6 separate regions of the Mus musculus genome follow, and all the other regions are linked to region 4. Evidence: chromatin contacts called from public HiChIP or PLAC-seq, Micro-C and promoter capture Hi-C data. All regions are on one chromosome and are shown on one strand. The core of a region is the stretch at or near the end of the contact, and the rest is flanking DNA. Distances in the headings are between cores, read along the strand shown.

Region 1 (4,574 bases), core at 207-2,706, 270 kb after region 4:
GTCAGTTCAGTGTCTCTAGTCACAATGATAAAACAGTCACACAAAGAGGACCCATACACGGCCTCCTGACTTTGAACCACTAGCAAAGAGCTCAACTAAGTCACCAATAGAAAGGGGACTAGATGGCTTTTAATTCTAGTTGTCAGAAGTTGTGATTCTGGACATGTTTCTGGCTGTTTGGCCAAGGAGGCACGTTGGAACCCCTCAGTGTTGAAGATTTGTTTTAATAGGTAAGGAGTACGGAATTGTACATCTTTTGGATAGACAATTCAGGCTGGTCTCAGTACTAACCTGAACCAGAATAGTGACCAGATAGTCACTCCGGAGCCAGTTTCTATCGTCCCCTAAAATCAGCACCTCCAGCAAATATATCTATCCCAATGACCAGGGGCTAAAAAGAGCTAATGCTACAATTCCAAAGCCAGGTTACTTCACGAAGAGGGGCCTGCCAAAGTGCTCCTGCCTCTATCCTTCCATTTAGGCCACAGGAAAGCACTCCACCCCTCACCAAACCAAACTGAGAGTTCTCTTGAACGCACAAGCCATGTAACTATTTAGACTACAGATCAGCTTAGAATCTAGGCCCCGGGGTGACAGAAGATTCTTAAAGCTGAACCCACAACCCAGAGAGGCAATTTTCCGGCTTAGAATCTACCTCAGGATCACAAGGTGAGTCTGATGGCTACTTTAGCTATAGCTTTAAAACTCTAAGAGGGAGCAGCCGGTAACCAGACCACCTAATTTGGTCAGTCCCAACCTAAGTGAGCCCAAGAGGCATCGCTGCCGTTAGTCAGGGGAGAATTCAGCGCGGTGCCACCCTTGCGGTTATCCACTCCTGCCCAAGCCAACCAGAAGAATCGGGCATCACTCTCCAGCCGGAGGGTGGTCTGGCGTGGGGCAGGGAGAAGGACACATAGGTTCCTGGGATGCAAGATCCAGACACCAGAGCCCCCGAGCAGCCGCCACCGCAGAGCATCTGATCTACCCATCTACTCCGCTTCCTCTGCGCTCTGTGTCCTGGGGCTCTAGAAAGCTCATCTCAGCCTTTCTGAGCAGCTATCGACCTCCCCGGCGTCCTTCTCTGGTTCACACATCCCGGGCCCTGCAGCTGAAGGGACAGCGCAGTGACCTCCTTCTCCTCGCCACCGTGGCACGGCAATCAGGTGCTACCAGGACTGGGCTCAGGGAGTGCGCGGCCTCCCGAAAAGACTCTGGGTCCTCGGCGTGCCGGTGTCTCCAACCCCCACCCGGTGTCCCCCCTAACCCGGAGGCGCCCGACTTCCCATCCTGCCTGCGCCCGGTCCGTCCTCACCTGAAGTCCTCCAGCCGGCAGTCGGGCCCACGCAGCCTCACTATCCAGGGCCCCCCCCCCAAGGCAGCGGGCGACACAGCTACTGAGTGGGTGCGTCCCCGCCAACAGCCACGCGCCCCCTCTCTACGTCCGGCCCCCGCCGCATGCGCATGCCCGGCCATATACCCTGCGCGTCACCGCTGGGCCCGCCCCCGCCTGCTGCCCCGCCCCGCTCCCCCGGGCCTGCCACGTGGGACCGCCAGCTAACAGCGTCGTTACCCTGGCCAACCTGGTCCTCCAGCGTTGTGCATCCCCGGCTCGCATCCTAGCTCTCTCTAGCTTCATCCACCCTTCCTTGATGAATTCCATCCTTGACTCACGGAGGCCCTGCAGGCTCCGCTATTCTCTGGAAACCTCCCATCTGTCCTTCCTAGCCCCTTTTGTGGGAAACTCACAGCGTGACCTTCCATCCTGTCGCTCCTGAGGGAGAGTGCCCCTCTCTTGGTAGACATTTGTGGTTTTAACACTGTTGATGAATCTAAGAGACTTTTCTGTTTTCTCCAATTCTAAAATATTCTGTAAGCAGGATGGAGCGCTTCATAAACTGCTTTTTTTTTTTTTTTTTTTGCCTACCCCAGCCAACCAAAAGAATTAAAATAACTTGTAACGATCCAAATAAAAGATCATATTCATTTTTTTTCAGAGTTTCGCACCTCTTTCTCACAGTTAATCAGATTCCTAAGGAGCGAGGTCAAGCCTTAGGTTTTGTTTGTCCTGGGAGGGAGTCTCTTCCGCTGTAGGAAGGGCCTATTGTGTTGGATACTGAGCCTTGTATATGCAAATTTCTTGAGAAAAATAAACCACCCACTAAACTCTTATTGTTCTATTCAGCTGGATATTAGGATTATTTCCTCTATCGCTTAACCAACTGTCACCTGGGGCAGGGAGGGCCCCATGGAAGAACCTCAAGTGGCACTGGAACCAGTGAATGGCGGGGGTTTCTGTTCTAGCACAGGGAGTGTGTCCAGCTGGCTGTGGTATCTCTAGATTTGTTCAATAGAGAGATGGCATCTAAGTGCTGGGGAAAGTTCCCTCAAAAAGGAAGTGATAGGAGTAGAACTCCATGTCCCTAGAACAGGTGGCAGGAAGAACTCAGCTCAATGGCAGCTTGCTCTTGCGGGCTGGCTAGAGCACCAGAGTGTGGGGCTGGGGGTTGGTGAGGTAATAGCCAATCCTGGTGGTGCACACCTATAATCTCAGCTACTCTAGAGCCAGAAGGATCTCAAGTTCAAGGCCAGCTGGGGCAATTTAGTGAGCTCCTTTCTCAAAAGGTAAAAGGGGGATTTTTGGTTCAGTGTATGCTTAGACCGCACCAAAGCCATGAGTTCGAGGCCAGCAACCGGTTCTGGTAATGCTCACCTGTAATTCAGCACTGGAGAAGTGGGGACAAGTATCACAAGTTCAAAGTCAGCCTTGGGCCCCTTAATGAATTTGAGACCATGCCTGAACTACCTGAGACCCTTTCTGTAAATTAATAGTGAATGCTTTGCCTAGTGTATGCAAGGTCTTAAGTTTAAAAGATATAAAACTACTGAGGCCACTCAGACTCTTCTGGCCACTCTGTTTTTCTGAAATTCAATTATCTTTACTCTGTAATTACAGTACTCCAATGAGTAAGAGGGAGACCCTGTGATGGTCCTCTCATTTACTTTCTGAGTAATTTTGAGGTAATGATAGCTCTTGCAGAATTGCCTCCCGGGCCCCTGCAACTCTATAATAATGCTGAATATTTGCCTTGGTTAAAGTTACAGTGTTTTTCAGACATTATGTCACCCACTTAAGACTCCAAAGCGGAATGGACTGTCAGGAAAGGTCGGTTCCCCATCAGGCCCCCCCTAGAAGGAATAAGCAGAATAAGAAGCCCACCTAGAGACAAGGATCTGCCATCCCAAAGCTCTGAATAGGACGGGGAGCTTAAACCCTCATCCCCCGGATTCCAGACAGGATGTCAGGGCTACTAAAGCTTGCATTAAGCAGTTGTTGAGGACGGCTCAGGGGGCAGAGTGGGGAGCTGGGCATGATGGCCCATGTTCTCCAATGCTACCACTTGGGTGGTGAATAGGAGAAGCAAGGATTCAGGGCCAGCTCAGCTCCATAGTGAGTATGAGCCCAACCTGGGTTAGGAGAGACCTTGTCTCAAGGCACATAAGCAAACAAACAAAAGCACTAGTGGGAAAGAGGAGTGATGGGCCACCCCACCACAGGACCCATCTGTGTGGCACTGTCACCTGTTTGTGGAACTGTCAAAGTCCACAGGGGCACCCAGAGTTGATAAGCTATCTCCAGCTGATAAGCTATACACAAGAGGAATTCAATTAATCATTAACATAGCTCAAAATCAAAAGGTCCTAAGTCTCTGCATCCGCCCCCACGGGCATTTCTTCAGGAGGCACATCCTGATGAGAGGACACATGCCGACTAGGTCCTGCTAGGACACAACAGTGATGGTCACCATACATAGTGACATCTGGAGCCTGGATTTCCCACCATCACTTGCTTTCCCTCCTCCTCCCCTTTCCATTCCCTTCCGCTCAGCAAGCTTCTTGATTGTTCTGAAGTACATTTGATCTACTCTTTCAGACTTTGGAAACCCTTATTTATTTATTTATTTATTTATTTATTTATTTATTTATTAAAAATACTTGATATTTATTTTTTTAAAATACTTGAACCCTCTGTAACTCCAGTTCCTGGGGGTACTGACCTCCTCCTGGTCTCCACCGGCATTGTGCGCACACGGTGCACTTCCAGGCACGCAGGCAACTCATTCATAGATGTAAAATTAAAAGAAAGGGAAGAATAAAATAATATAGTGCCACAATTCCAGTATAAATAATGTAGCAAGCAATTTTTCCATAAAATAGGTTCTGAGCGTATAGAACATTTACCTAGCACGCTTGAGGCTTTGGGTTCAGTTTCTAAGAGCTGGACATGGTGACTCATGCCTTTCATCCCAGCACTCAGGAAGCAAAAACAGTCACATCTCTGTGACTTCAAGGCCTGTGACAAATCCACTAAACTTGATTTTGTGACCATGATTGACTTGTAATCTACAGAACTAATATGATTTATGGGACTTGGATTTTTTTTTTTTGCCTTCAAAGCATTTCATTTCTAATACTAGCTTTTAAAATTACACTTATCTGCCTATTGATTGATTTTGTGTGCGGATGTGTTTGTATGCACGTGGGCACCATGATGTGTGGAGGTCAGAGGACAACTT
Region 2 (4,539 bases), core at 666-3,165, 370 kb after region 4:
CTACGAGAATCGGCACCCAACCCTTCGCTATACCTTTGACATCTCCCATAAAGCACGGCCTTTAATTTCCTTCTACTTTACCGTCTTGTCAAAATGTGGGCCTTTTGTTTTGTTTGTTGGTTTTTTAACCCTCTAAAAGTAGAAAGGCTGGAGAGCAGAGGACCTTAAGGCAAAGTTGGAGAGTTCAGCCCCACCTCGGCAGAAACAGAAGGTAGCTGAAACTATAAGAGATGGAGCCTACTGGGTGGTTACCCAGCTCCTAAAGGAGAATAGAAACTCAGCCCTTTCCTCTCCTTAATTTCTTTCTTCCCTTGGGTATTCCGACTGCATTCATTGCCATACCATGAACCCAAAAGCAAGAACCACCTGATTGATCGTGGACTAAAATCTCCAAAACAAAATGTCCCTCTCTGTAAGCCAATTATCTCAGCTATTTATTACAGAAAAAAAACAAAACAAAACAAAAACCAAAAAGACCCTCTAATGCAAAGTGCCCTGGAGCTAAGCGTGGAGGTGTACATCTTAATCCCAGCACTCAGGACACAGGTCTGAGAGGCAAGCACATCTCTGGGAGTTCTAGGCCAGCAACCTACATAAGTGAGTTCCAGGACATGCAAGGCCATGTAGCGAGGCACTGTCTCAAAAAGAAACATGCCCCTATATAACCCAGGATTGAAGGATGAGAACCACTGGTGAATAAGCTAATAGCGTAAGTTAAAATCTCTAGGCCACACAACCTAATTACGTCCCCAAATTCAGAGCTAACCGGGGTGAGTACTGTTCATTCATTACTTACTCTTCTTTGATCTTCCGACTGATGATATTTGGGGTGAAGGTTTTCTGAAAAGTAAAACACAGTACTGTATTTTCGATGTGCTCAACTGACCAACAGTCCTGGGATGGCTTAGAGAGACAGGTAGACTATCACCAGTAGCCCCCAAGGCAAAGCTAAAATGCTTTATCCTGTGTTTGCTATTCCTTTTCAGAGCTACTCGGTACAGTTACATCTACTGTTACACACATAACAGGAGGGGACAAAGAGCAGTTACCGGCATGCCTAAGATTCATCACTTACTAGATTATTAGTTTTCAATACTGACATCCACAGAGTTATGAACACTCGAAATTGCAAGTAAAGCAATTTTGTCTGGCTTTCAAGGGATTTTGTAAGGAGCCCAGAACATAATAAGCACTTCCGGATGTCTTGAATCAACTAGATTCACTGTCTTTTAATTGCCTAGGAGACCCTGTCAGTGTCCTGTACCAGCACCTAGGTTTGCAGGTCTCTCTAAAGGCTGACATCCCACCAGGGGCCCAAGGCAGCACATGAATGAACATCACGAGTCGCCTCCCTACGGCCTGGGTGGGTTTCTATACAAACGCGCTCGCAGGTACCTTCTTGACTCCGCCAAGGGTGAGGTCCCGGGAGCGGATGGAGGGAAGGCGACCGGGCGTAAGCGGGGGTGCGGGCCGCCGGCCGATCAGCCCCCGGCCCCCAGAGAGAAGGGGTCGCGGCCCTCCAGGATTGCTGGGCTCGCCCGCCGCGTTTCCTTCCGACATGGTTCCTAGAAGAAAGTAGGCAACAAAGTGACTCCAAGGGCTGGACGCGAGGACCCTGGGCGGAACCGCACCCACGTGGCCTCCCGCCCCCCGCCCGTGCGTCGCTCTCGCTGCAGCTCAGCTCCTCCCCGTCCCACGTGGCGAGGCTTCCCGGAGCGCCCCACCCCTAGCTTTGGACTCCGTCACCTGCCCTTTCCCTGGGGACTTCGTGACGCACCTGCGTGGAGGCTCTGCGCCGAGTATCACAACCTCACCTCCGACTAGAGCAACCACGGGCCGCGGGTCTCCGGGCAAGGCGGAAGTCTGCGTGGCAAGGACCGGGCGCTGCCATCTTACCCTGGGGCGGAAGTGACATCAAGGGGGCGTGACCTGACCATAGTATTTATCCGACGGTGCCTCGCCGCCCTCCGCCTTCTCTTCCCGGTTCTTCCCGGAGTCGGGAAAAGCTGGGTTGAGAGGGCGAAAAAGGATGTGGGAGGTGGACTGTAAGCTGTGCCGGGGTGTGACTCGTGGGGGCGTGTCTCGGCCCCTGGCAGGGAGTAGAGGTGCGGTCCTCGGGGTCGGAGGTGGAGGGGCTCCAAGGTCGCCTACCTGCTGTATGTGGAGTCCACACTGCGCAGCCTCTGGGAGCAGTGGGGTCGCCGCTCGGGATGGGGCTCCGGACATAGGGAGCTTAGAGCCCTCAGGCCGTGGCTGGCTGCAGCCTCCCTGCGTTGACCTTGGCGTGGTCATTGCACCTTCGGGCTCGACCCTTTGCTCGCGTGCGCCTTCCCTTGCCGGTCCCTGGGGTCTTGGGGTGTCACCCTTAACGCAGTTTGGACAGAGCAGCCAATAGCTCTTCTCATCTACCTGGGCCCATGACTGCTTAGTCAAATCTGGGAAGCCTTTGGAACTGAAGTTTGCTCTTCAACTGGAAGGGTTTTTGTTTTTTGATTTTTGGTTGGGAGGTGTGGGTATTTTTAAGACAACCCTGCTCTGTAACCCTATCTAGTCTGGAACTTAAGTAGACCAGGCTGGCCTCGAATTTGCAGCAGTCCAGTCTCTTCACTCATCCCTCAGTTGTAGGGATTACAGATGTACACCACCAATCCCAGCTGAAAAATTTTTTTATTGTAATGTGTGGTTGCAATCTAATCTGGGGGGGGGGGAGTCATTTAATGTTACACTACAGCGACCCCAATACAAATAAAAAGGTTATGTAATTCTAGGGAAGGAACCTATTTCTGCTGGAATTCCATAGGCTGCTAGCATTAAAATATTTTTGATGTACTGTAATATTGTGCCACACAATAGTGTATTCTTTGTCGGAGACAAATGACCAATGGGAGGATATATATGTGCATATTTATATGTATATATCGTAACTTGTTTCCTTAATGGGGCACTTACTTTAAATAGGTATGTTGTTAGAAATAGCTAGTGTACATTTGATACATCCAACTTTTTTGCTTTCTTGTAGATTATATCCCTAGGAAAGAGTTTCAGAAAATGTACATATTAAAAGTATACTTTGCTGGGCAGTGGTGGCACACGCCTTTAATCCCAGCACTTGGGAGGCAGAGGCAGGTGGATTTCTGAGTTTGAGGCCAGCCTGGTCTACAGAATGAGTTCCAGGACAGCCAGGGCTACACAGAGAAACCCTGTCTCGAAAAACCAAAATAAATAAATAAAATGAAAATAGTAAATAAGTAAACTTCATTTTGATGTCATACATATGCAGTTATTTAAAAAAAAAAAAGGGGGGGGGGGAAATTATGTGACAAGCCAGGCATGTTGGTGCATGCCTGTAAACCCAGTACTTGGGAGGAAAAAGCAGGCAGGTCTCTGAGTTTACACCAGCTTGGACTACAAAGTGAGACACTGATGGTGATGATGATGATAATGATTCAGCAGAGCCCAAATTCTGTTTACTTTGTTTTCCACAATAGTAAGATCTAGCACTTATATCAAAACCAGAATATTGACATTTTTGCAGTCATGGTACAAGACATTTCAGCATGACAGGAATCCCTGAAGCCGCCCTTTCAGATACAGCCAGCCTCCCTTACTGCTGAGCCTTCTCTTCCTCCCACTCCTCCCCACACTAATCTGTTCTCCATTTCTAAAATGTTGTTATTTCAAAAGTATTCTAAAGATGGAGTCATACGGTATATGACTTGGATTGTTTTTGAAGAGACGGAGTCATCTTGTTATAAACCTCTAGTTGACCTGAAACTCACTGTAGAGACAAGACTTGACTTCAAACACTCAGGAAAGTATCTGCCTTGGCAGTGCTAGGATTGAGGGAATGTGCCCTCGTGCCCAGCTTCTGTGGCTACTTTTTATTTGTTTATTTATTTTAGATTTTATTTATTTCATGTATATGACGAATACACTATAGCTTTCTTCAGACACACCAGAAGAGGGCATCAGATCCCATTACAGATGGTTGTAAGTCACCATGTGGTTGATGGGATTTGAACCCAGGACCTTTGGAAGAGCAGTCAGTGCTCTTATCTCTCCAGCCCTTGTGGCTACTCTTTTATCCCTATAATTTTGTGGCTATTATCCAAGTGGTACATATCATTAGTTTATTCCTTTTCCTACTGCATTTCTATGATTTATTTAGTCATCCTTTGAAAGACATCTGGGTTGCTTAGTTTGTGTCTATTGTGAATAAAGTTGCTGTGGATAAATGTGCAGCTCTTTGTGTCAATACAAATGTCCACGTCTCTGGAATGAGTGCACCTGTTGGTAGGTATGACTGTATGATTAATCTTGGAAACAAGAACAACAAACCGGCTTCCGCAGTGGCTAGACTATTTTCGAAGAGTATTTTGTGGTTCATTATCAACGCTACTAAATTGTTTTCAAGAAGTGCTTATGCTAGAGGACTGAAGATGCCCAAGTGGGTAAGAGACTTGCTGCCCTTATTCCCAGCTCGCATGTTGTGGCTCTCAGCTGTCTATAATTCCAGTGTCAGGGGATTTGGTGCCCTCT
Region 3 (4,849 bases), core at 1,177-3,676, 310 kb before region 4:
ATTAACAATAGTATCCAGATGTTTCAGAAACATTTTAAAAGGGTGTGTGGCACTTGTGGTGATTATGGGAGAGGAAGATGGGAAATGGTGCTGTGGGGGAGGGGTGATTATACACCAGTGCTGGGGATGTAAATTAGGACAACTGTGGAGGCTCTGCACAAAGTGGAAAATAGAACTCCTGAATAGCCAGAAGTCTTACTCTCAGGCACAGACTCAGATCATCAAAATTGGTGTTTAAAGGTAATTTGGCTCCTGTCCACCCTGTAAAGAGAAGGAATTCTACCATTCATCAGCGCATGGCTGGAACTGGAAGACAGCATGCCAGGTCCGCCAAAGGGAAGGAATGCAGCATGGCCTATGGCCTTGGTTCTCCACCTTCCTAACACTGCCACCCTTTAATACAGTTCCTCATGTTGTGGTGATCCCCACATTGTTTTCAATCACAACTGAAATTTTGCTACTATTATGAATTGCTGTGGAAATATCTGGTATTTCCTATGGTCTTAGGTAACCCCTGAGAACAGCTGACACATGGTGTTGGTTACAAAATCTCCCTACCTCCACCTTGGCAATAGATTTGACTTCTAGGGGTAATCAAGGCAGAGTGCAACGTCATTGTCTTGTTAATCTGGGCCTGTGTTTCTGGCCAGCTCTGGCCAGCCCCAGTTACAAACACATCCTTATACACTGTCCATCTGCCTCCTCCTGGCTGTTTTGTACAGTGAATGTCTCATAGGACTCAGAAGGGAGTAATGACTTATGGCTCTATCTCCTAACCCTGGGAGTATAGACCAAGCACACCCAGGAGAGGGGGTCGTGATCTCACAGGTTGCACATGGGCCACTTACAGCCCCATCCAGTTTCCAGGTATGTCCCATGATACATCAGCTTTTGCTCATGGACTCTCCCTCCTCTGTGGCCTCGTGGGATCTGTGCTGAGAACCTAGAAGGCCAGCTGGCCACAGTGTCTCCAAGCAGCTTCGAGCTGCTTCTTGTAATGCTGGCGTCATCTGAGCCAATTGGGGAGAACTCGGGTGATTAGACAGAAGTTAGATTTTTCTTTCTTTTGAGACAGGGTCTCTATTATGTAGCTGTAGCTGTCTTGGAACTCTCTATGCAGACCAGGCAGGCCTTGAACTCACAGAGGTCCACCAATCAGAAGATACAGGTTCTTAACAAACCGAATACTTTATTTTGGTACTAGAAAGCTTACAGAATTATGTCAGGTTTTAAGCAACTTACTTCTTTGAAAATATGCATTTCCCCCCTACAAAATTTTGTTTGGGGTTGTGGATTAAGAAGTAAACTGAGGCAAATGTGATGATGTTTGTTCAATGATATTCTATACTGGAAATCTGGAGGCCTGAAGCATATGGAAATTCAAACTCTTGTTATAATTGGTTTGCTTTTTCAAGACAGGGTTTCACAACATAGTTCTGGCTGTCCTGGAACTCAGTATGTAGACCAGGATGGCCTTGAACTCACAGAGATCCACTTGCCTCTACCTCCTGAGTGCAGAGATTAGAGGCACCAGTACACCTGCATGTATATGTACGTGTATATATGTGTGTATATATTATATAATGTGTATATGTGAGATATATATGTATATACATATATATATGTGTGTGTATAAATGTGGAGAGAGAGATTGATTGATTGAGATTGTGAAATTACCAAAATGCACTGATGTGGGTAGATGAGGTCATCTATTCTTTTTGTTTGTTTGTGTTTTGTTGGTTTAGGTGTGTGTGTGTGTGTGTGTGTGTGTGTGTGTGTGTGTGTGTTTAAAGACATGGTTTCTCTGTGTAGCCCTGGCTGTCCTGAAATTCACTCTGTAGACCAGGCTGGACTCTAACTCAGAGACCAGCCTGCCTCTGCTCGTGCTAGGATTGAAGTGCTTTACCACCACGGCTAAGTGTGTTCAGTGTTCCAAACGTTACAGAGACACGGATTGATTTCGCTTCTGTTACTGGGGTGAGACCATCCATTCTATCATTTCCTTTTCTGTGTTCTCAGATACTGCCTGGTAGCATACAACTGTAACAAAAACAAATTCAAGAAGAGGAAGAGAAGAAGAGAAGGAGAGATGAAGGAGACAGAAGATGAGGAAGGAGGAGTACTCACTACTACAGACATCTTCAAGTCGGCTCCTCCAGGGACACAAGCTGAAACTCAAAGGTGAATATCATATTAGTCAAAATATGAAGGGACAGGCAGACCTTTGAGTATTACGAGTTGGTTTTTTTTTTTTTAATAAGCATGGGCGTCTCCAACCACGACCTGACAAATATAATAAAAGTGGTGTGATTCTTTAAAAAAATAAAAGTTGTTCAGATTCTGTCCGGCGACTGCTCCCAAGTTTTCATATTAGGTAGGATCGGGGTTGGACGCGTAATCAAGCTCCTCCCAAGGTGGATTTCCCCACCCCTGCCCGGTGCGCGCGCAAGCCCGCGGAGGTTGGAGGTACCACTAAGCGTCAAGTCGCCGCGACAAGAATCCAGAACTTTTCTGGGAGTGAGGAAATCCAGAGAACTTTTTTAGGAGTGAGGGGACAGCCATCCTTCGTGGCTTTTGGGAGCTGAAGCCGCAGGGTTTCGGATGAGCTGACACCATGGAGCCTCCAGGACCCAGCACGCCCACAGCCTCTGCCGCTGCCCGGGCAGATCACTACACCCCAGGCCTCCGGCCACTCCCGAAGCGCAGACTTCTATATAGCTTTGCGTTGCTGCTTGCTGTGCTACAGGTGAGTGTGGCGCGACTGCGGTGCCCGAAGTGGGAAGCCGGCCAGGAAAGGAAATGGCAAGGAAATGTCCTGAGAGCCGGGCGCGCACGTGCGTGTGGTGGGAGAGGTCTGACACTGCGGGGGGTGGGGGGGACACGACTCCGCGGGGGTCCAGGTAGGCCTCAACAGGGAAGCCTAGAAGGTTCGATGGTGGGGTGAGAGGGTTGGGGGGGTGGAGTGAGAGGGGGGGTGGAGTGAGGGGGGGTGGGGGACCCGAAGGTGAGGTGGGTCAGGACTGGATGGGGAGGTGGGCGGAACACTCTAGACTGGGAGGATGTGAGGCGCCGCTCTGGTAGAAAAAGGTCCTGACGGTAGATGAGAGGTCCTCAAAGATGGTGGGAAGAAAGTTCTGGCGTTGGGTTGGGGCTTGTGGAGATGGCACGCGAGGGGCGTGGCGAGCAGCTGACCCAGCAAAAACGCACCAGGGCACCCAAGGTGGAGCAGGGAAAGGGAGAGGGGACAGTGGGCGGAGGAAGGATCCAGTTACCCTGTAGGATCCTAAGGACAGAGAAGGCCATGGTGGGGGAGCCAGGTGGAGGGGGCTGTTGGGGGGAGGGGGTGGAGACCCTCCCTAGCTGCTGGACATCCCTTTCCAGGCAGGAAAGGAAGCCTTGCCTGGTGTTAGCTTTAGCTGCCAGAAAGTTCTGTTCAATTTCCGCGTCACATCACTGACTGTACTTTTTCCAGTTTCTTGGACTCTGCAACTTACTGGGCTTAAAAAGAGTAAAGGGGCCCTGAAGAGCCTAGAATCGGGCCTTTCCCCTTCTGCCAGATGAGATTGTTGAGGGGAATTCCAGTGTCTTGGAGTCCATTGTTTCTAACTTCAAATAGAAAGGCACACAAGTGTCTTTTTAGAGACACTTATTGTATATATTCTTATATTATATTCTAGACTCATTTCCACCAGGCTGGACACAGTTCTCCACCTTCTGTTTTAATACTTCACTGTTGGGCTGGAGAGATGGCTCAGCGGTTAAGAGCCCTGACTGCTCTTCCTGAGTTCAAATCTCAGCAACCACATGGTGGCTCCCAACCATCTGTCATGAGATCTGATGCCCTCCCTCTTCTGGAGTGTCTGAAGACAGCTACAGTGAACTTACATATAATAAATAAATAAAATCTTTAATCTTCTTTAATCTTCTTCCTCCTCACTGTTGAGGAGGAACATGCATATGTCTGAAAAATAAGTAAGTAGAACGAAGGAAGGAAGCAGAGTTAAGATGTGTTCAGGTAGTACCAGGCAGCCCTGCCTATGGACCAGCGTGTTCATCCTCTCTTGGCTTCTAGTTACTTTTAGTATCACTTCTTTAGCTATTTGGGGGGAAAAAAAGAATAAGAAGAAGAAAGAAAGAAAGAGAGAGAGAGAAAGAGAGAGAGAGAGAGAGAGAGAGAGAGAAGGAAAAAAAGAAGAGAAATGAGCAGAATAGTAGTTGAGAACATGGAGAAATGGGTGGAGGGGTGAGCTGTTACTTTAATGGTTACAGACTTAAGAGTTTTAAGATGAAGGGAATTCTGGGCTTTGGTTACAGGACAGTGTGAACACAGCAGTACAGGCCTTTTTGTTTAAAATGATTACGGTGTTAGTTTTACCTAATGTATACCTGAATGCGTGTAAAAAAATCTTTGTGCACACTTATCTTGGGTTTCATTCCTGTGAGGAAACGCCACGACCACGAGCAACTTATAAAGAAAACATTTAAGTGGGGCTGGCTTACAGTTTCATGGGTTTAGTCCATTATCATTATGGTGGGAAGCATGGCAGCATGCAAGCAGACTTGGTGCCGGAGGAGCAGAGAGTTCTACATCTTGATCCACAGGCAGCAAAGAGACTGTGTACCATACTGGGTATAGCTTGAGCATAGGAGACCTCAAATTCTGCCCCCACAGTGACACACTTTCTCCAACAAGGTCACACCTCCTCCAATAAGGCCACATCTCCTAATAGTGACATTCCCCATGGGCCAAGCATTCAAACCCATGAGTCTATGGGGGCCATACCCACTCAAACCACCACATCCCACTCCCTGGCTCCCATAGGCCTATAGCTATAGCATAATGCAAACT
Region 4 (4,816 bases), core at 1,078-3,577:
GGATCCGCTCCTTGTATGGCTCTTCCCGGCTTGGCCCGCTGCCCCGCGACCCTCCCTGCAGCCGCGGAGGCCCCTCCCGCACCCAGCTAGGCTCACACCGCCGCCCACGCCCCTGACCAGCCGCTCCCCCCTCCAGGGATGGAGCCGGGGGCGGGAAGCGCTGCATGCCCTGATTCCGGCCGAAGCCCGGGACCGCTGCAGCGCGCAGTCTCCCCGCGCCGCGCGGGCGGAGGAGAACCCGGGGGCGCAAAGCCTCTAGAGCACAGGAATGGGTAGCCTGGAGGGAGAGGAGGTGGGGGTGGCAGAGATGGGGGCTCACGGGCGGCGGGAATCCCTCCTTCCCTAAGAGCTAGAGGAGATCCGGGGGAGTCTGGGCCCTTCCCACCCAATGTTCTCCTCCAAACTGAGGGGAGGGAAGAGGGAGTGAGGTTGTCATCCACCCCCATCACAATGCGCAGCTAGGGAGTTCCTCCCACGCGTCCCCCGGCCCCGCATGGACCTCCCACGGCGTGAGGCCCGGGGATCCTCTCTTCCTTCTTGTCAACACTCCCACTCCCCCTGAGAGATGCAAGTTCCCCCAACCCCGACTCTCCAGCGGGGGCCGCGGGATTCACCGCGCCCACGCGGCCACTGAGGAGGGAATCCTCCCCCGCCAACCCGGTGTGATTCGGGGTCGCGCCTCCGTGCTCCCTCCCTCTCCTCCCCCTCGCTCTCAGCCAGGCTGCGCGCTTCAGGAGCAGGCCTCGGGGAACACATCACCCACCCCCGGGATCCGCTGTCGAGGTGACAGCACCCTGGGTCGGCACAGGGGGCCGCCCTTGACTGCAAGGCACCCTCAGGCAGCAATGAGGACAACCCTGCGGGAGACAGAGAGTAGAGACTGGAGGAGACCGCCTTGGTGGCTTAGAATCTGTGGGTTTCACATCTTCCCGCAGTAACTCAGCCGCAAGCCCTTCGCCGGCTGCAGTAGATAGCGACTGTGCCCCGGCCTGCTGGGCCCTCCTGCCATCCTGTGGCCAAAGGGGTTTGCTTTAGAACCGTTAGGGAATTTATCTGGGAATTATTTGGTGCACGTGTTTTCTATCCCCTAAACTTCACTCTTTCCTAATCTCCACAACAACAACAACAACAACAAAACCCTCATACCCTCGCCCCTAAAAGTTCTTGCCCACTGCGCAACTAGCTAATCCGCTACACATTCCCGGGCCACTGCGCTCAACTGAGAGTCAGCGCGGGGTCAGGAACCCCAAGGGAGGGGCCGGGGCTGCGGGCGGTGAATCAGAATGATGTCCGCACGAAAGTTCTAAGTGTCCAAGAATAAGAAGCCTTAGGACATTAGAACCCCTTCCCCAAAGGAAAATACTTCATCTCTCCATCTGAATCCAGTCAAGGATAAGAAGGAAAGACAGAAGTTGTGTGGGGGAGCCTGGCTTGAAGCGGTCACCTCTCCCATTCCTAGACTGCTAAGGAACCTGTGTCCTGGTGTACTGAACTCTTTCTAAATGCTGGGAGTGCTGGAGACCAATTGCAAACAACTCCACTCCTCCAACGACTAAATTCTGTCTCTAATGCTGTCCTCAAATAAAAACCTACATGTTTAGTTACAGGGTTTTTCAACTGTGCACTGCGCATCGCGCGCTTTGCATTCGGCTTCGTCCCTCTTTCTTTTTTCTCTTCTCGCTTTCCTTCTTTCTAATCTAATTGACTTTTTTTTTTTTTTTTTTTTTTTTTTTAAAGAACGGAGAGCGGTGCGGGCGCTGCACGTTGGCTGCGGCCCGCTTCCTGCTTTCTAATGTTCCATTGTGAGGAGCTTCCATTGTGACGTCGCGCCCCTTCGGCTGGGCTTTGTCTGTCCATATATGGGCAGCTACGTCACGGAGCTTTCCCGGGGCTCAGATAAATAGACTGGTGGAGTTCCCTGGCTGGGAGCTTTTGGGCAGCAGTGAGCTAGCTAGGAAGCGGCGGGGCTGGTTGGTGGTGATAGCAGCGGCGGCGGCAGCAGCAGCAGAGGAGGTGGCGGCGGCAGCGGCGGCGGCGGCTGTGGCAGATCGGGGGGCGGGGGGGGTCGGCGGGCTCGTGTCTGTGAGATCAATACTGAAGCCGCGTCTGACCCCCTGGAGCCTAGATCACCCCCCCAGCCCAGCCCCCATCCCACTCCTCGCACACGCCCCACCCCACCCCCACGACCCAGCGTCGCACCGCACCAGCCGAGGCACCCGAGAGGATTACCCTCTTTGCCCCTCTCCCATCCACCCCTCCAAAAAAGAATAGATCCCCTCCCCTGACCCACCCCTTCCCCTTTTCACTCCCCCCTCCCTCCGAACTTTCCCTCTCGCATGCTTTTCCCCTGCACCACGGATCGCCTCTCGGATGCCGCTCGCCTGGAAGCTGCGTTAGGAACAGGCGGCGGCGGCGGTGGCGGCGGCGGCGGTGGCGGCGGTAGCTCGGGAGTGCTATGACCGGCAAACTCGCCGAGAAGCTGCCGGTGACCATGAGCAGTTTGCTAAATCAATTGCCTGACAATCTGTACCCCGAGGAGATCCCCAGCGCGCTCAACCTCTTCTCCGGCAGCAGCGACTCGGTAGCCCATTACAATCAGATGGCTACAGGTAAGGGTGGCGGTGAGGCGGCGAGGCAGCGAGGAAGGAAAGGGGGAGGACGAGGAGGAGGGAGCGAGCTAGCGATGGATGCACATATCGATGGATGCAGAAATGGATGGATGGAGAGACGGATGGAAAGATGGGGGGCGCGCTGGGAATTTTCTGGGGGGCGAGTTGCTTTTCCCACCCACTCCTCCCGCCCTCCGAGATCGGGAAGGCTTGGTTGGAGACGCCACGGTTGAGGCTTCGGTTCTCCCGGGTGGGGGCAGCCGCCGACTGGAGGGAGGTAGGTGCGAGCAGCTCTGGGGTTCTCCCTCCCCACGCAGGGGGCCCGATCGCTGGGCTGCGTGCAAGGCGTGGTGCTGTAGCCCCCTTTCTCGGGAGGAGCCCAGCGTCTTTTTCACCCGCGCTCTCCCCCCTCCTTACTCCCTCAGCCTCCCACCCGGGATGGAGCCATGTGCGGCGTGGAGTCCCCACGGTGGGAGAGGTACTGCGACGCTGCCTTTCCGGGGCGTTCAGCAAAGCCATTGGGGGTGTGGGGACGGTGGGGAGAGGGAGGGGGCTCACCCACGGGGCGGGGGAAAGGGTTTGCCACCGGGGGCGATCCTGGGACCCGGGAGCTTGGGAACGGCGGCCGCTCCCGCCGTGGAGACATGGGCTGGTTTTCCGCCGCTCTCCACTCTCCTTAGCTGGGTTTAGGCTTTTCCCCTCCAGCCCGAGCAGAAAGCTCCTTCAGGCCGGGAGGAGACTGGGGCCGGGAGAGGCTCCCTTTACGGGCGGCACCCTTCTGCGCTCCGAGGACAAAAGCGTCGAAGCTCTTTGGGTCGGCCACCCGGGCTCAGCGCGCGTAGGGGGACCTCGCTTGGGGCATGAAGGCGCGGCGTCTTGGAGTAGACAGGGCCGGGGGAAGAGGCCGAGTTGTGTGTGCTGGAGAGCGAGAGCCGGGCGCGCTCCGGGTCTGAAACTACCTGTAGCTGCAGCTACCTGTCCGCCCCACCTCGGGAAGAACAACAATGCTCTCTTGCGCGCGTGCGTGTCTGTGTGTGGTACGTGAGTGTGTGCGCGGCGTGTGCGGTGTGTGTGCCGGAGCCACTCCACACCCCGATCCGTAGTATTTTGCTGTATCCAGGTTGCGCCGGGGAGCGCGGCACCGCCCGCTTTGCGCCGGGCTCGGCGTTCCTCTTACCCCACGCGCTGCGCACTCCAGCCGGCCGCACCCTCTACTCCTGGGCAAGGACCTGGGCGCCGCGGCCGGGAGCCGGCTCGGCTTCACTCACCCCTCCCCTCTCTCCCCCGCTCTCCGCAGAGAATGTGATGGACATCGGTCTGACCAACGAGAAGCCCAATCCGGAACTCTCTTATTCGAGCTCTTTCCAGCCAGCCCCCGGCAACAAGACCGTGACCTACTTGGGAAAGTTCGCTTTCGACTCTCCTTCCAACTGGTGCCAGGACAACATCATTAGCCTCATGAGTGCCGGCATCTTGGGGGTGCCCCCGGCCTCAGGGGCGCTCAGTACGCAGACGTCCACGGCTAGCATGGTGCAGCCTCCTCAGGGAGACGTGGAGGCCATGTATCCGGCGCTGCCTCCTTATTCCAACTGCGGCGATCTCTACTCGGAGCCCGTGTCTTTCCACGACCCCCAGGGAAACCCTGGGCTCGCCTATTCCCCCCAGGATTACCAATCGGCCAAGCCGGCCTTGGACAGCAATCTTTTCCCCATGATTCCTGACTACAACCTGTACCACCATCCCAACGACATGGGCTCCATTCCGGAACATAAGCCCTTCCAGGGCATGGACCCCATCCGGGTCAACCCACCCCCTATTACCCCACTGGAGACCATCAAGGCCTTCAAAGACAAGCAGATCCACCCGGGATTCGGCAGCCTGCCCCAACCGCCGCTCACTCTCAAGCCCATCCGGCCCCGCAAGTACCCCAATCGGCCTAGCAAGACCCCGCTCCACGAGCGGCCCCACGCGTGTCCCGCGGAAGGCTGTGACCGCCGTTTCAGCCGCTCAGACGAGCTGACCCGGCACCTGCGCATCCACACGGGCCACAAGCCCTTCCAGTGTCGGATCTGCATGCGCAGCTTCAGCCGCAGCGACCACCTCACCACTCACATCCGCACGCACACCGGGGAGAAGCCCTTTGCCTGTGAGTTCTGTGGGCGCAAGTTTGCGCGCAGCGACGAGCGCAAGCGCCACGCCAAGATCCA
Region 5 (4,661 bases), core at 1,469-3,968, 440 kb after region 4:
GCAAACCTAGCAGGAAGCAGCAGCACAAAGAAAGATTTGGTGGGCCTGTAGCTGGAGGGGGGCAGGAGACAGGGCTCGGCAGATGTATATGTATACCAGTCCAGTTTCCTGCAGGGATGATCCACAGGGCCTAGCATCAGTCACACCCAAGAAGAAGGCCTGATCTGACCCTGAAGCTAGGCCCTGGCAGGCTCTAGGACCTCTCAGCCACCTCAGGCCTGGCCGAGCTCCCCACCAGCCTCACATCACCCTGGTAGAGAACTTTCTCCAGAGCCCTTGCTTGAAGTTCCAACTCAGCCAGCCCCACCCTAGCATGAAATCTGAGACTAGGGATGGAGCCCTGAGCCTATTGCTATTCCCAAAAATCACTCCCATTCTCAACATGAGCATAGCTTCCTATCCATTCTTTGAGGCTGTGCTCCTGTCCTGGTGCCTCCACAAAAAATCTCCACTCTACAAACCTTCCCACACACCTTCAAACCACTTTGCTCTGCCCTCCCCATCACCAGGAACGAAGAGATGATGAGGGACCCTAATCTTCCTGAATTATGCTGTGTAACATTAGTGTGCTCTTGGACACTTGCTTAGAACGTGATCTCTTTAAGGACCGAGATCTGTCTGGCAACTCTCTGCACCTCCCACAACATCAAACCCAGCCCTGAGACATATCAAGAAACGAACATCACTGAATGGATATGAGACACCGTACAGGGTCAGAGAGATGTTAGCTTTTTCTAAAATCCAAATCCACACCCTCTCAAAGACATTGATCAAGAGCTGGAGGCACAGAGCACAGGAAATGAACATTTATATAGTGTCTGCTGTGTGTTAATAATAAGTGAATTATATATGTTCTCAGATTTAGCCCTTACCCACCAGCTAGTTCTCTAATGAGGAACTTAAGTTCAGAGACTGTGCTCAGCCTTCCTGGTGGCTAATGAGTCCTTCAGATTTCATGCCTTGCTCATTCTTCCTCCTGCCCTCCTACCACGCACGATGTGATGGAGACTTTTACTGTCCTGGTTTGCCTACAGCATACCAGGCATGGAAGAGGAAAGACTGAAGGGTTTGGTTTGTCCTGTCCTGTAAAATGGTCCCTATCCTACCTAAGGGTGGATGGAGCAAGGAGAGTCCCTGATTAGGTCCTCTGTGCTCAAGATTGTAGCTGCCTGTCCCAAAACTTTGTGTCCATTTCTTGTGTCCCAATCCCTGGCTCTAGCTCTTCGCAGACAGGCTGAAGTCAGAAGCGGGAAGTCGAGGAAAAGTTGTGATAACTTGTCCCCAGTGTATTCCAGACAGCCTGCTTGGGAACATCAATTAGGCCAATGGCCTGAGTGTGTCTGGTCATCTGGTCACTCCAAGGGAATCACAGCAGGAGAGTCCTCATGAACAAAGATCACACACACACACACACACACACACACACACACACACACACACACACACACTAGAAGCCCTGACTTGACTAATTAGCCTCAGGTGTCTGTAGGGCGAGAGAGCTGATGTAGAATATCTGAGACCTCTTTGTGAGACTCATTTGCTAACCTAACTGAGCTCTGGCAAAGCTCTCCTGGCACACAAAGGCACAGGTAAGTCCCCCTGTGCCCCCCAAGCCCCCACCCCTGCCGCCAATTTCTCTGACTTTGACAGCTGTCTCTTGAGTGTTCAGAGAGCTCCTGCTGCTGGCTAGATTCATAGGATTGCCTATGAAGAAGTATTCCATAGAACCTCCTGAAAAACTTTCTCCTTCCACTGGGCTGAGAAGCCGGGAAAATCTATCCCTTTGGAGCTGCAGGCCTTCTTTCTGGGCATCAAACCAGACAGATGTGCTGTGCGGCACTATGGCAAACAGACAAGCAGGCAAACACCAGTATTCCACAAAGCAGGAGGGATAGGGGAGAAGGGACACGGACGGACGGACGGACGGACACACACACACACACACACACACACACACACACACACACAGTTTGGCCAGTAAAGTTTCCCGGTGGAGAAAAAGCCTCCTTGCCAGCGGGATTCGCTGGGACCGAGGGAGGTTTCCCCAGGATTCCTCTGTGAAGGCGAACGGCAGCCGCAGCAGTTTCCACAAACAGCAGCAAAACTTCAGTCCTAAAAGTCCCCCAAACTTCCCCCTCCCTTTCTCCCTCGGTCTTTTGTTCCCCCACTGCATTGCCAACCAAGCAGCTCCCAGCTTCCCACACTGGACTGTCCTCCCCCAACCCCAACTACAACCCCAACCCCAACCCCTGCCCGGCCGGGAGCCTCGATCCCAGCCTGCCCACGCCCGGCTTCCGTGCGCCCTGGGGGAGCCGGGGGTCGCTCACCCGCCTTGCAAGGGTCTTTGTAGTTGAGGAGCTCCGGGGCGTCCTCCTCGCCCAGGTCGTAGGTGTAGTCGGCCAAGTCCAGCGGCCGGCCGGCGCGCGGGAGCAGCAGCAGCAGCAGTAGCAGCGGCAGCGACAGCAGCGGCAGCGGCGGGCGGGCCACGCCGGGCATGCTGGCGGGCGGCGGTGGCGGTGGCGGTCGCGCCCGGACGCGGGAGCGGGGCGACGGGGAAGGGAGCGCTGAAGGCGAAGGGGAGGCGCTCTCCCCCCGAGGCCACCTCTTCCCGTCCCGTTTCCTGTCTCCCGCCCCCCGCTCGGCCCGGCTCTCTCCGGCCCTGGGCTCCGGCGTCCCCTCGCCCTCCTCTCGGTCGCTCCCTTTCTTTTCTCGCCGCCCTCCCACTCCCCACCCCACCCCCCCTTTTAGGGAAATGAGCTCGCTGGAGGGCGGGTTTTCGCCCAGCTCAGCCCCCCTCGGGGCCGGGACCGTGCTCGGCCGGGCCGGGAAGCACGCCAGCCGGGCGGGGAGGACGAGAGTAGCACCGCCCGCCCCGGAGGGGAATCCGCTGCCTGGGACTGGGGCAGGGGCCGGGGAGGGGGCGCGGGCCAGGGATGCCCGGAGGCACCGCTCCGCGAGGGGCCCCCTACAGGCCGCTGTCCTGTACCAGGCGGAGTGCCTCCGGGCACGGGACACGCTGTCAGGTCCGTTCCTTCCTCTTAGACACTGGATCAGCGATCGATCGTTCTCTCCCAGAGACTCCAGAGTCTGTCTGTCTTAGATCTCGGCTCTCTCGCTTCTCACTGTCTCTCTGTCTAGCTGTCTCCCTGCCTGTCTCTGTCGCTGTCCTTCCTTGTGGACACACCGCTGGAGGGCGCCTAACACCCGTGTATGGCACCCAGGTCCCGTCCTCTGTCCCTGCCTTTTGCTCTGTTCCCCATTACCTGGGGTAGGACCAAACCTCCATCACTCTTAGAAAGGACGTGGCAAAGCGCCCCAACTCTCCAAACCCTCTCCTTCCTAGGACGGCTTCTGCTAGAAGCCGAGCTGAGAAAATGTGAAAGAAAAGAAGCGCCACTCTTTGTTTTCCAATCAGGCTGCTTTATTCTTTTGTGATAGGATCCCCCTGGCCCGTAGGAGAGACACCTTTCCTTTACAGACTTCCACCGGTTTCTGGGCAGGAGCAGCTTCCTGCTTGTCTGACAAAGACCCTTTGCGGAGGGTCTTTCCTGTCCCGCTGCGGTTTCTACCGACCCTGTGAAGCAAAGAACTAATGCTTATGGGGACTGAAGAAGCCACCCGCTTGGGTCCAGTGTGGGATGTGTCTGGGAACCCTCCATCCTCCGAGCTCCCGAGACCACTGACTTTAAGAGATACCTAGTAGGTCCCCTGACAAAGCAGGCAGCCCAAGCCCTGCCAGTGTTGCCCAGGCACCCTGAAAGGTACTGTTGCTCACCTGTGGATGCTAGATATAGTAGAGTGGTAGCTCTCCACACAGGGTGCTCACAGCAAGGCCTAGGAAAGCCAGGTCTCTCCCGGAAGAATCGGACTCGGAACCAGTATCATGCCCTTCCTCCTGGCCCAGCTTAGAGGTGGGTGTGGAGGGCTTGGCCTGGAAAGAACACCTACTTTCAATGTCACCTGCTTTATTTAGTGTGGGACACTAAGTTGGTAATTCTCGAGGATCAGTTTCCTCACAAATTCAGAGAGGGACTGGGTTGGATGTAGAAGCCCATAGGTCATGTCTAAGCTCAGCCAAGGCCAACAACTTAGCAGGGCCACCTGAGAGCTGGTAGGGATGGCAGGACACAGGTCCATGGAGAGAGGAGAACATGTCTGATCCAGAAACATCAATACTACACAGGGTACGCTAGTCATCCTTTCACATGTCCCTCTACTCAACCCTCAGAGGGAGACTGCTCCCTCCCTCCCTAACATACCCACCTGGAAGTTCTGGAGTTTTCTAGCGAAAGCCTCAAGACTAGGGATGCTCTCTGGAGCCATCTTCATGATGTAGCAGTAGGTTCCTGGAGCTGGCTTATAGGCCGTCAGGAGCTAGGTATAAAACCCTGGAGGTCATTCACAAGGTCCCCTTGCCTTGCTTCCTCCCCAACCCTAGTTCTCAGCCAACCAACTTCCTTTAGATTGTCTTCAGAGGGTGGAGGGGCGCACTTGCGTCAGTGGTTCGAGCATCTGAGGTGAGGTAGCCAGGCACAGAATGGGGAGAGACCTCTAGAAATGCTACAACTGGCTAGTTCCAATAAAGTCCCGGTGGTCCCTCCGGCATCCTCACCCGCTGGTAGTCATACACAACGATGCCAGTGGAGCCGATGGAAAAGGTA
Region 6 (4,430 bases), core at 1,104-3,603, 480 kb after region 4:
GGGTGGGTGGGCGAGCGAGCAGAAAGGACAGCATCTACCCCAAGCTTCCTCCTGGCTCCCGCAGCATCTCCACACTTCCCTTCCCTGTCCCCTCCCCCTGGTCCTGGGAGATTTCTTCGCCCTGTATCCCCCTTCCCCATGCCCCCCCACCCCAAGCATGGCCACAGGGGTGGGGGTGGGGTAGGGGGAGGCCAGCTTCAGCTGTCTGAAGGATGGAGGGGCTGGGGAAGCAGGGCTAGGTGCCCAGACGGCCGCGTGTGTGGGAGGGGATGTCCTCAGATGCCCTCCACCCGGCAGTCCCCGCTCTGACGTGGGTGCCCCCCCTCTCCCCGCCCGGATTAGTGGCAGCTTGGCCTGACTCTCCGGGGCTCCTTCCCCCGCCCTGCCTGCTGCCCACCCCTGGGCAGGGGGCTACTCTGCCTGAGGGGTACTGTGCTTGCCCAGGTAAGGGTCTCTGGGGTGGAGAAAGGGCAGCCGGCTGTCAGAGAGTCTGTGCCTGTCAGCAACGAGTGTGTGTCAGCATGTGTGTCAGTTTGTGAGGGGTCGGGGTGGGTGAGGGCTGGGCCCATGTGAGTCTGGGGGTGCTAGTAAGTTTGCCAGGTCCATGATCTGGTCTTGTGACCACACACTGGGTGGCTTCCCCCCCCCCACGAGCGCCCTCCCCCGTGTTTGTGTCTTTTGTGTATGTCCTCAGCTCTGCTCCATCCTCAGGCACAGCACAGCCAGCTGCAAGGACTCTGGCCTGTGGCATAGGCTCTAAGGCAAGGATGGGGAACGTGGTGGAGTGAGGGCAGTACTTCTCCTCACCTTCATCTCCACTAACCCCTAAGCATTCCAGAAGACTGTCCTGAGAGCTCTGGTCTAGCCCAGGCAATATAATCTGACAGGCAGATATGGCGACTGGAGGTGCGGGGGTGGGTATCTGTTCAGCTCCCCTGACACAGTCCCTATCACCTTAGGGGAAGACAGCCACAAGCCCCCAGGACTCAGGACAGCCCCGGGTTCCACTCTGGCCACTACCAGGCCTCAAGCCACAAGACTCTCCCACAAGCCTCTGCTAAGGTAGGCCAGGGAACTTAGATGGGGACCACAGGCACGTGCCACCCCACCACCCTGCCCTGGAGCCAGGAGCCAGAGGTCAGGCTAGACCCCCTGCTGCTCCAGTCCCTGTTAGACCCTCCTCATTCCGCTCCCTCAGCAAACTAAGGTCAGGTCACCTCCAAAGGAGTGGATAAGAAAAGGAGTATGAAAACCCCAGCCATGTAAACAACCCCTGCCAGCCTGCCCACCACAGACTTGGTCTCTGTGAAGGAGAGGAGCAAGGAGGATCTGTATCAACAAGGCCCAAGTCGGAGCAGGCAGCTAGGATGGAAGGACAGACCTCCTCCCCCAAGTACCTATCCTGGTCTTAACAATTGGTGAAAAGCTCCTTGCCTTCACTCCTGTCCCTTAAGTGAAAGACATTGGGCTCTTCATGATACCCCTCAACTTCAGAGATGGTGGAGGGACTTGGGACCAGGCTGTGGCCACCCAAATCCATTCCTTCCACAGCAGTGGGGGGTGGGAGTGAGAGTAAGTGGTGTTGCTTCTGTTTCAGCCTGGGCTCGGAGGCAGGGGAGTAGAGGGGCAGAAGGTGGGTGCTTTTAGAGAAGGGAAGCACCCGTTGGGCGTGTGGGTTTCTGTGTGTGTCTGAATCTGTCTGTCTGTTTGTGTGTGTGCTCTGGAACCACCCCCGCAGAAGAGCAGGGATGCTTCCTCGGGTGGAGGGTGCCCTGTTTGCCCATTTCCTCTCCTACTCAATGTTCCCTCCCAGGAGCCACTCCCATGGGCTCCTCTCCAGGCTGGGCCTGAGAGCACCAAGAACATTGAAGATGGGGCAGCCCAGCAGGCAACCCCAAGTGGAGCTTGCAATGCTTGTGTGCTTCTGGTCCCTTCACCTCTCTGGACACTTGGTAGAAATCAAGGCGCTTAGACCAGGGAACAGACCAGATATCAGGTCAGGCCCTCCCAGATTCCAAAGCATAGTGCTTTGTAACATTGTGCCCAGAGAGGGATGCTGGGTAGGGTCTTGGGCCCCGACACTATGAAGAGTGGCTTAGCCAGGTGATGATGAAGAATGAGGTAGGGAAGACACCAGCCATTGGGGTGTGCCCAGAGCTGAAAAGGACAGGGAGAGAGTGGTCCAGCAGGCACGGGCCTGCTGGCGTGGGTCGCAGCACCCATCACTGACCCGTGAGAACCCGACTGCCCCTGCCAGCTCTGGCACTGACCCCTCCCTGCCGCCCCGCCCTAGCACCCCGGGGGGCACCCCGCCTCATCCTGGCCTGGTCCGGCCCCTCCCGCCCTTTGCTCCAGTTCCCGGGCTTGGCACCTATAGTGGGGGTGCTGCCCGCCTGCCAGGCTCCGGGCCGGGCCCACGGGAGGGTGGGGCGGCTGGGAAGCTGGCACACTGCCCCAGGGGAGCCTCTCTCGGCAGGCGCCCGGGTGCCGCGGGGGGGAGGGGGGAACAAAGGGCTCATTCTCCCCGTGCGCAGCCGGTGGCATCGCCGGGGCGTTGGCGGAAGCCCCCGGGGCTCAGAAGGGGGCAGGCCCAGGCGGGGCCGCCGAATCACGGGCTCCTGTTTCCCGCAGGGTGCTGGAGGAGGAAACCGGCGGAGCAGCTTCCCCACTCTCAGTTGCGCGTCTGGCGATGGCGATCAGAGGTCCTGCTGCGCTCTCCGCTGCGCTCTCCCTCCATTAGCCGCGCTACGCGGTGCTGCGCCCTCGCTGGTGCCTCGCTCCTGGCTCACAGGATCGGCCCCCCACTTCCAGGCACGACCCCCTTCCCCGGCCCCTCGGCCTTTCCCCCCACTCAGCCATCTCCGACCCGGGGCGCGCGTTCCCCCCGGCCCGGATCCTTCTCTCCCTCCGGGGACACCCGCTCCCTAGCCCCGGCTCGACCCTCCCCAAAGCGCAGCACGGAGTCTCGGCGTCCCATGGCGCAACCCACAGCCTTGGCCCAGAAGCTGGTGCGGCCCATCCGCGCCGTGTGCCGCATCCTGCAAATTCCGGAGTCCGACCCCTCCAACCTGCGGCCCTAGAGCGCCCCCGACGCCCGGGGGGAAAGAGAGCGCGAGAGCGCTGAGCAGAAAGCGGGAGAACGCCCCGAAGCCGGCCCATGGGGAGCGAGTACCCAGCACCGGCTAGCACGACCGCCGCCCACACCGCGCCCGGCCTGTGAAGCCCAGGTAAGCGCCAAGAGGGAGCGCGTTCTGGGCTAATTGTAATGGGGGAGTTTATGAGCTGATCCCAAGGTGCAGGCAGGGAGTGAAGTGCCGGTGTCACTCTGAACTGAACCTTACATCTTAACATGGAAAAGTTAGGATGCCCAACTAAGGGGGCTGGACTGAATGCAAGCTGCAGCTCCAAAAATTCTTGGCGCCTCCGCCAAGGCTCACGTACATCCATCCCTCTTGGAGTTTCCTCTGTCCGGCCATGGGGACTACTTCAGGAGACTACAGCTGATCTGGTGCCACCTGTCATCCTGGTCCCTAGCAAGCGTGTTCAATTTTCCCTCGCTTGCGTCTCTCTGGGGCCCAGCCTGCTTTCCCCGCCTCCTTCCCTCCCCCCTCCGGGCTTCAGTTAGCAGCGGTGCCCTGGCACTGCCGTCGGGCTTGGGCAGCTCGACCCACCCTAGTCTGAAACCTCTTAATCCCTTCTCACATGCTGACTCCCATTGGGAGCAGAGATCCTAGCCCCCAGTAGTTGTCCCGGTACTCTTTGAAGATGCCAAGAAACTAGAGCCCATGAAGGGCAGATTCAGACAGCCCAGGGGTAGGGAGACACCAGCCAGCAGCCCTGGCTAGCTGCCCTGCCCAGTGACTCGAGCCTGTCGGGTCTGAACATCCCAGTCTTGCAAGCCTAGTGGGGGCTGAAGATGGGAGCGGGCAAGCAGCACCCCAAAAACCACAGACTGGCGTTTAGAAAGAATCCTCTGAGTTCCTCTTTTACATCCGGGTACACTGAAACCCAGAGGAGAAAATGACCTGCTGGACATCCGAATAGCAGGTGACACAGTCAGGGCCAGGATCCAGTCAGTCTCCCTGTCCTCGCAGCTGAGTGTCTTCTACTGAGCTAACCTTTTGCAGTCTTGCTTTCTATCAGTTTCCAAGACTTGTAACTAGATTCCTAGCTCCACATGGGCAGAGCCTTTCACCCTGGAAGTGACACCCTTCTATTGAATTTGGACACCCCCCCCCCACACACACACACACATTCAGATAGGGGCCAGAATTTAGGAAAAGGTATCAACTTCCGGCCATGAAGCAGAATCCTTTTGGCCACCTGTGGAAGGCTGCTTTGTGCCCTGCTGTGGCCTGACACTTGCTTTACTGGTTTGAGCCACTTTGGTATTCCCAGGGTGGTGCCCATGGTTGAGATACATGGGCCAT

The links. Promoter capture Hi-C pulls out the DNA fragments that hold promoters and counts their contacts. A called contact is a pair of places that touch in the nucleus more often than the background predicts. HiChIP or PLAC-seq counts read pairs in DNA pulled down with a chosen protein or histone mark. Capture Hi-C pulls out chosen DNA fragments and counts their contacts.
Region 1: a contact with region 4 is called in a Micro-C map of embryonic stem cells, with 3 times the contacts expected there. The contact joins the promoter of Slc39a14 here to the promoter of Egr3 in region 4. A contact is called at or near these places in 2 of 39 promoter capture datasets (cranial neural crest and neural stem cells), 3 of 484 Hi-C or Micro-C datasets (all in embryonic stem cells), 2 of 115 datasets of contacts at active chromatin or transcription factors (bone marrow-derived macrophages and embryonic stem cells) and 1 of 9 other capture datasets (adipose tissue).
Region 2: a promoter capture Hi-C map of adipose tissue shows a contact between it and region 4. The contact joins the promoter of Polr3d here to the promoter of Egr3 in region 4. A contact is called at or near these places in 5 of 39 promoter capture datasets (cranial neural crest, embryonic stem cells, hippocampal neurons and 2 more), 2 of 484 Hi-C or Micro-C datasets (embryonic stem cells and regulatory T cells), 2 of 115 datasets of contacts at active chromatin or transcription factors (embryonic stem cells and trophoblast stem cells) and 3 of 9 other capture datasets (adipose tissue, liver and pancreatic islet).
Region 3: a contact with region 4 is called in an H3K4me3 HiChIP or PLAC-seq map of embryonic stem cells, with 14 read pairs. The contact joins the promoter of Tnfrsf10b here to the promoter of Egr3 in region 4. A contact is called at or near these places in 1 of 39 promoter capture datasets (cranial neural crest), 1 of 484 Hi-C or Micro-C datasets (CD4 T cells), 5 of 115 datasets of contacts at active chromatin or transcription factors (bone marrow-derived macrophages, embryonic limb bud, embryonic stem cells and 1 more) and 2 of 9 other capture datasets (adipose tissue and liver).
Region 5: a contact with region 4 is called in a promoter capture Hi-C map of embryonic stem cells, with 9 read pairs. The contact joins the promoter of Bmp1 here to the promoter of Egr3 in region 4. A contact is called at or near these places in 7 of 39 promoter capture datasets (cranial neural crest, embryonic stem cells, hippocampal neurons and 2 more), 12 of 484 Hi-C or Micro-C datasets (all in embryonic stem cells), 5 of 115 datasets of contacts at active chromatin or transcription factors (embryonic stem cells and pancreatic cancer cells) and 2 of 9 other capture datasets (adipose tissue and embryonic stem cells).
Region 6: a contact with region 4 is called in a Micro-C map of embryonic stem cells, with 10 times the contacts expected there. The contact joins the promoter of Hr here to the promoter of Egr3 in region 4. A contact is called at or near these places in 2 of 39 promoter capture datasets (embryonic stem cells and maxillary cranial neural crest), 4 of 484 Hi-C or Micro-C datasets (all in embryonic stem cells), 4 of 115 datasets of contacts at active chromatin or transcription factors (embryonic stem cells and pancreatic cancer cells) and 3 of 9 other capture datasets (adipose tissue, liver and pancreatic islet).

Annotation. Positions count from the first base shown.
Region 1 is chr14:70,349,968-70,354,541 of GRCm38.p6, forward strand. Slc39a14 (solute carrier family 39 (zinc transporter), member 14) reads right to left here and starts at 1,457. Exons shown (of 10, transcript NM_144808.4): 1 at 1,313-1,457.
Region 2 is chr14:70,441,556-70,446,094 of GRCm38.p6, forward strand. Polr3d (polymerase (RNA) III (DNA directed) polypeptide D) reads right to left here and starts at 1,916. Exons shown (of 9, transcript NM_025945.3): 1 at 1,778-1,916; 2 at 1,396-1,565; 3 at 797-840. The coding sequence starts at 1,560. It overlaps Mir320 (microRNA 320), which reads left to right and starts at 1,955; the gene lies at 1,955-2,036.
Region 3 is chr14:69,765,046-69,769,894 of GRCm38.p6, forward strand. It overlaps Tnfrsf10b (tumor necrosis factor receptor superfamily, member 10b), which reads left to right and starts at 2,427. Exons shown (of 8, transcript NM_020275.4): 1 at 2,427-2,746. The coding sequence starts at 2,615. It overlaps 4930480K23Rik (RIKEN cDNA 4930480K23 gene), which reads left to right. Exons shown (of 3, transcript NR_130157.1): 3 at 2,020-2,068.
Region 4 is chr14:70,074,990-70,079,805 of GRCm38.p6, forward strand. It overlaps Egr3 (early growth response 3), which reads left to right and starts at 2,328. Exons shown (of 2, transcript NM_018781.4): 1 at 2,328-2,609; 2 at 3,907-4,816. The coding sequence starts at 2,456.
Region 5 is chr14:70,517,542-70,522,202 of GRCm38.p6, forward strand. Bmp1 (bone morphogenetic protein 1) reads right to left here and starts at 2,719. Exons shown (of 20, transcript NM_009755.3): 1 at 2,328-2,719. The coding sequence starts at 2,496. It overlaps Sftpc (surfactant associated protein C), which reads right to left. Exons shown (of 6, transcript NM_011359.2): 3 at 4,613-4,661; 4 at 4,264-4,374; 5 at 3,776-3,931; 6 at 3,400-3,574. The coding sequence ends at 3,785.
Region 6 is chr14:70,551,881-70,556,310 of GRCm38.p6, forward strand. Hr (lysine demethylase and nuclear receptor corepressor) reads left to right here and starts at 2,354. Exons shown (of 19, transcript NM_001379479.1): 1 at 2,354-3,227.